Regions from separate parts of the Zea mays genome. Here region 1 is linked to region 2. A link is a contact called in public Hi-C data. All regions are on one chromosome and are shown on one strand. The core of a region is the stretch at or near the end of the contact, and the rest is flanking DNA. Distances in the headings are between cores, read along the strand shown.

Region 1 (3,033 bases), core at 515-3,014, 230 kb before region 2:
CTCGGGGAACATAGTGTGGCGCCATAGCTAGATGCAATAAACCTTAAAGTCCTCTGAACTCGAAAATCCTAACCCAAAAGAGCAAATAGAGCGCAGCCTTCTCAACCATCAAACATGACACCATTGAAACCAAAGATGACACTGCTCACGCTTCAACAGCGACCCTTCCAGCCACTTGGTCCAGATCACGCCTTCCCTGGTTGGTGATGAGGCGTCCACTGCAGCACAATGGAAATGTCCAATAAGCAGCAAACTTCAACAACCAGGATAAGTTATTGCAAGAGAAAGGGGTGTGGCAGCTGATTTACCCCTTGGGATCGACATCGATGATGCCCATAATCTGCAGCTGCTGCAGGATGTTGCGTGCAACAGCACCACTGCTCTTGCAGAAGTGTGGTGGGCGGGAGCCATTCCTCTGGCGGCCACCGTAGATCTTCTGAAAGCCACCCACACCGATGCCTTGCCTTAGGTAGATCTTCCTTGCAATGGATGCTGCAGGAGAAGAAATTTAAGAATCTGATAGAAGTGCAGAATTTGGAGATTGAGGATTGTAGTATGATTTTGGCAAACAGACAAGATCCCTTACCAGCCCTGATGTAGTACCAGTCAGGATCATAAGGAGGAAGCTCCTTGAACCTCGCAGTCTTCACAATGTCAACCCACTCAGGGAGCTCCATCTAACAGAAGAGTACACTTATAATTAATCACACATACCAACATAACCAATGCAATGAAGAAAACAGTATCCCAACCTCACCTCTAAACTAATCGCATGCCCATACAACACAAACTTAGCTTCTTTAAGCAATAAAAGTTTTAACTACGATTTTCAATTAACAGCCTAGTAGTATAATCAGCCCACTATTCATCATGAGATAAATGGAATTCTTAGTGTACTTCATTATCCCAAGGATTTGGAACCAGAAACAGCCAATTCTAAACAGAGCCATGGTTCACTCCAGACCACAGGCTAACCACAGACTATGTTTGATAGATATCAATAGAAACAAAATAACTCACACCTCATATAGGCCCTGCATAGATGAAATGCTGGGGGATCTTCAAAATACTGTTAGATTTTGCCTAAAACCGACGTATATAGACAATATAAAACACTTTACATACAGATTTTTCTGCACAGACGATCTAGAATTGATTCTACGGCGTAGGCATAAGACAAGAAGAACAGCATTGCCTATGTCTAATAAATTCGAAGTTAGTTACGTGAACAAATCTCTTTAACCTACCAATCAAATGCCTAGAAGCCACAGAACATAATTCCTGCACCACAGCATGTTTAGCAAAAAATGGTGTATCCCCGTGTCACTAATCACGAGCGCAACGAGAGTAAGCAAGACGCGGGAAAAGTTCGCTGGTATAACCAGAGCAATAACAGGGCGATGGATCCGTGTAATCACAAAACAGCTCATAACTGCTCGGGCAACGGCAATCTGATGAAATCGCACCGGCTCGTCTCCGCGGACTGCCGCGGTGCGCGACCATCCGTTGTAGGCTTACAGCGTCGAATCAGATGGGAAAGGGGGGCGAGTCGAGCACCGTTACCTTGCCGGAGCGCTTGAGGTGGGCGGAGTAGGCCTTGACGAACTCGTGCGGGTTGACATCCTTCACCGTCCTCGCCGTAGATTCCGCCATCCTGCCGCGGACGCCGCCAGGGGACGAGAGAGGCAGGTTGTGGATGCGGCTGCTCTGAGACTAGGGTTTGGAGGAGCGGCGTGGCAGGCGGAGCGTAAATTTATATATGACGGGGTTCGGCGTTTGGTCGTCGGATGGAGATCCGACGGTTGTTATGGGGGTGAGCGGCTAGTTTTAGGGTTGGGGTCTTCGAGATGGTATAGGCAGGCCCAGCACGGTATAAACGGGCCAAGTTGAAGTTGGGCTGATAGGTAACAAAGGGTAGGTAGGCTCCTCTATTGCAAGTCGAAGGTGGAGTTTGGAGCTAGCGTCCTTTAGGTAGTGTTTGGTTGAGAAGCCAAGTAGAATAGAGTCGTTTCATCCCTGGTTCTAGGAACGGAGTCACTCTGTTCTGTGTTTAATAATCTGGAACAGAGCGACTCTGTTTTTTGTTTGGTTGCAGAGTGAACGGAACGGAGCGTGACTGTGAGAGCGGGATGGGAACGGAGCGGCTCCGTCCGGTTGATTTTTTGGAGCGGAATGGTTCCGGATCTGAGGAGAATATTTCCTAATTGGAGTCATTCCGTTCTATTTACTTTGTAACCAAACAGCAACAAAACTGGGACAGAAGAACTCCGTTCTACTTGGCTCTTCAACCAAACACTACCTTAGAGTGTGTCGGGTTGAAAAGTGTAGGAGAATGAAGTGGCTATATTTTTATTTTATGGATATTTAGTTTCCAATAAAAAAGGACTGGATTGGTTTCTAGAGTTTTCATATAAAAATTTATCATAAATAGTTGAAATACTCCCGCTTCACCAAAACGACCAGATGTGAGCGCTCTCATCCCTTTCTTCCACTCTACACTCATATGGCTCTCCAACCAAACAAAGAACGGAGCTGCTCCGCTCTATTCTATTATTCAACTAAACAAAAAATAGAGCGGCTCTATTTTGCTTGTCAAACGTAGAATAGAACGGCTCCATTATCAAAAATCGGAATGGAGCCGCTCCATTCTAGTTGACTCTTCAACCAATCAATGGTGTAGCTAGGGTTTTTTTCATAAGGTATGCCAATATTAATTTTTCATAAATAATTTAGCATAATCTATAATGGTTTGGTATACAATTTAAAATATAAAGACAAGAATAACAAATAAAACTATAGATTTAATATTTAAGTCTATAAGTACATATATTAGAATATAAATATAATAAAATAATCCAAACATCAAATACAAATACATAAAAAATAAACGTGAAGTTGGCCTGGTGCGGTGCTTGCGGTGGCGCACCACGTGTGTTGCACTACTACCGTGCTGCGCTCTTCAGTCTCCCTGTGGCCCTGTGGTCCTATCAGTCATCAGGCCATCAGGGCATCAACCACCAAGGAGATCAGGCG
Region 2 (2,700 bases), core at 151-2,650:
ATTGCTATCCAGGAACTGGAGAACTGGAGAAAACTGAATGTCCTCTACACCTGGAAGAGGCAAGATTCCAGGGAAAGAAACAGAAGAAGTAATCAGACATGAGACAAGCCTCATTAAATTGCCAAAATAAACTAATTCATGAGCACAGAAAGAAGTGGTACCAATACTCCTAATTTTAGTACTTCACTTTCACTGTAATACACTAATTGATTGCAGAAAAATGATAAACATGGGAAAACATAGAAGGGCACTTCAGTAGAGCATGGAACAGTGGTCACTGGCTCACTGCTTTATATATATGTCCCAGTACGAATAGCATACACATTCCATGAAATACGATAATTAGAGATGTAAGGTCAACCAAAAGTTATGGATAATCACAACGGAGTCTTCCAACCAGGGTGGGTGGGTGAGCGAGGGGGTTCGACTAGGGAATGCCTGAACCCCATCACCACAACTAGATGATAGGGACAGAGCACCAAATGGATATCCACTGTGGCACAATGGAGGCATGGAGGTAGCAGTTCAACATCAAGGAAAAACTTGAAGTTTTATCAGTATTGTTGAGGAATGATTCCCAGTTATCACAAAATTATGCCCTTTTACAAAGTAAATCAAATCTTCAAAAGACCACCTTCATTTTCCCTTTTGGGTGTGGTCAATCAGCAGATCTCAAGCTCTTAACAGTTTCACACATCTTGACCCCATCAGTCATTAATTTCTAATAAATCATTATTTAGTAATCATGGTACCTTTGGAAATTAAACAAAAAGGGGACCGGTCCTTTAGAAAATGAGCATCACCATTCCCGTGAGTTCATCAAACGGAACTATTGCATGGTGGGGAAAGAAAGGTTAATTCAAACATGACTCAAAAGTAAAGCAAGGATATTCACCAGTATGGTACAAATGTTGGATCCAGATTTCAGAAGATTTAACTTACAGATGATCCTCTGTGTATGCAAAATATCCCAGTCTTCTTCAGGAGCGGACCTATGGGTGTACACCCAATAATTTGTGCAGACTAATTGTAATTAGATCAGATCCAATAGCCACATAGCCTAAGTTAGGATTCGGGGTTTCGCAAAGCAGAACGGAAAGAAAAGGGTGCGCATACCTGGTGAGTGCTCGTCGCCGGCGAAGGACGCGACGAAAGCTGCCGAAGGAACCGACAAAAATCCCAGCACCTGGCGTAGGTCGTCGGCGTTGGCGTCGGCGGTCGCCCAGTTGGCGCAGAAGAGCAGGAGAGCGAGCGCGCAGGCCGGATGGACGGCAGAAGAGAAGACTATCAGAAACAACCTGAGCTGCAGTAGGCGATAGTTACACCTTACACGCATCCTTCTCCGGGCAGCGCCGTGCTCTTCAGGCGTTGCATAGACTGTACGGCAGTAGAGTTTAGAATAAAAAGTGAGATTATCTCTATATCATTATTTATAGTCTAGTTATTAAGATTTCTTATTCTATATTATAATCATCTACGCTTATAATCCACTATATATTTCCTCAATATCAGCTGTTACATGTTTTATTCATTTTAATCTATAAAAATGTGATTTTGCTGAAGTAATTACCTATGCTATATATAGCGGCCTACGGTAGCTCCAGAAGTATACATAATTGTGTAGCATAGAGGCCTAGAGGGCTGCAACATAAAGTTTCGTAGGCTATTCATAATGGAGATTTCGTAGCACTCTTTCCAACACTGCTATATCATCAAGTGTCATGAAATTCAGAATGAAACAATGCCTTTTAATAAAAAAATCAATTCACTATTTTATAGACTAACATACTAATTAATTGATGTAATTCAATGGTCAATAGAAGTTAGTAAAATATGTAAAGATAAAACAAATCTCTCTATGGAGGTTTCATACAGTTTCCAATACCTTAAAAACGAGTTGACATGGTTTCATCTTATAAAACTCAATTCTCTTAAATACCGACATGTCATCAAAAAATATGATGTGGGACACTATTTGTTGGTGACTTGTCCTTAAATGCTATGAATTAAGAACAAGGCAACACAGAAATTGTTAAACATTAAAGTCCTTCGTCCTTCGAAGCATTATTTCCCCTTGGGATATAACGAGTTTCGGACGAAGGTTTATGAAGGATATACCTTCATAAGCACAACAAATAATGAAGAAGGATTCATATAAGGTATGGGAAATAACATAAGCACTTGAATATTATTATTACCTTATATCTATCTTATCTTAATTGAAAAATAGAAATGATAACAAATTACAAATGTACCTTCGGCTTGAAAGAAGGCAAAAGTACAAGCGTGACGCAAAAGCAAATGCCGAGTCAGCCTGAACAGTACGGGAGCACTGTTCATCTATTTATAGGTATGGGACGCAGCCCATGTAAAATTACACTCATGCCCTTTATATTTGCTAATAACTCTATAGTAATCCATCGGGGTTTAAATAGTCTTTTTCTCTTTAAGTCGGTTTTCTTTTCTGCTATCATGCCGAAGCTCCCCTACGCATAGCTTCGGCTATGCACCATCCTTTGTATTCTTTATGCTTCTTCACCCTATGGTTTTGACCTAAGTCCGAAGGTACCTGTTCATGTATCATACTCCAGAAACATTGTTAAATCATGTTTTTGAGGACCTTCGGAAGCCGAAGGCCCCCAACTGTAGCCCCTCGCAATATTAATTTGTTAGAATAATAAATTCAGATTGCGATATGGA

What was found. Hi-C and Micro-C count contacts between places; a contact is called where the count stands out from the background.
Region 1: a contact with region 2 is called in a Hi-C map of ear, with 2.6 times the contacts expected there. The contact joins the promoter of LOC100192949 here to the promoter of LOC100285757 in region 2. A contact is called at or near these places in 5 of 25 Hi-C or Micro-C datasets (bundle sheath, ear, endosperm and 2 more).

The regions. Positions count from the first base shown.
Region 1 is chr1:74,870,571-74,873,603 of Zm-B73-REFERENCE-NAM-5.0, reverse strand. It overlaps LOC100192949 (40S ribosomal protein S19-3), which reads right to left and starts at 1,764. Exons shown (of 4, transcript NM_001138127.2): 1 at 1,564-1,764; 2 at 587-677; 3 at 309-492; 4 at 1-218. The coding sequence starts at 1,653. The coding sequence ends at 146.
Region 2 is chr1:74,642,113-74,644,812 of Zm-B73-REFERENCE-NAM-5.0, reverse strand. LOC100285757 (F-box domain containing protein) reads right to left here and starts at 1,400. Exons shown (of 4, transcript NM_001158647.2): 1 at 1,117-1,400; 2 at 943-992; 3 at 753-829; 4 at 1-50. The coding sequence starts at 2.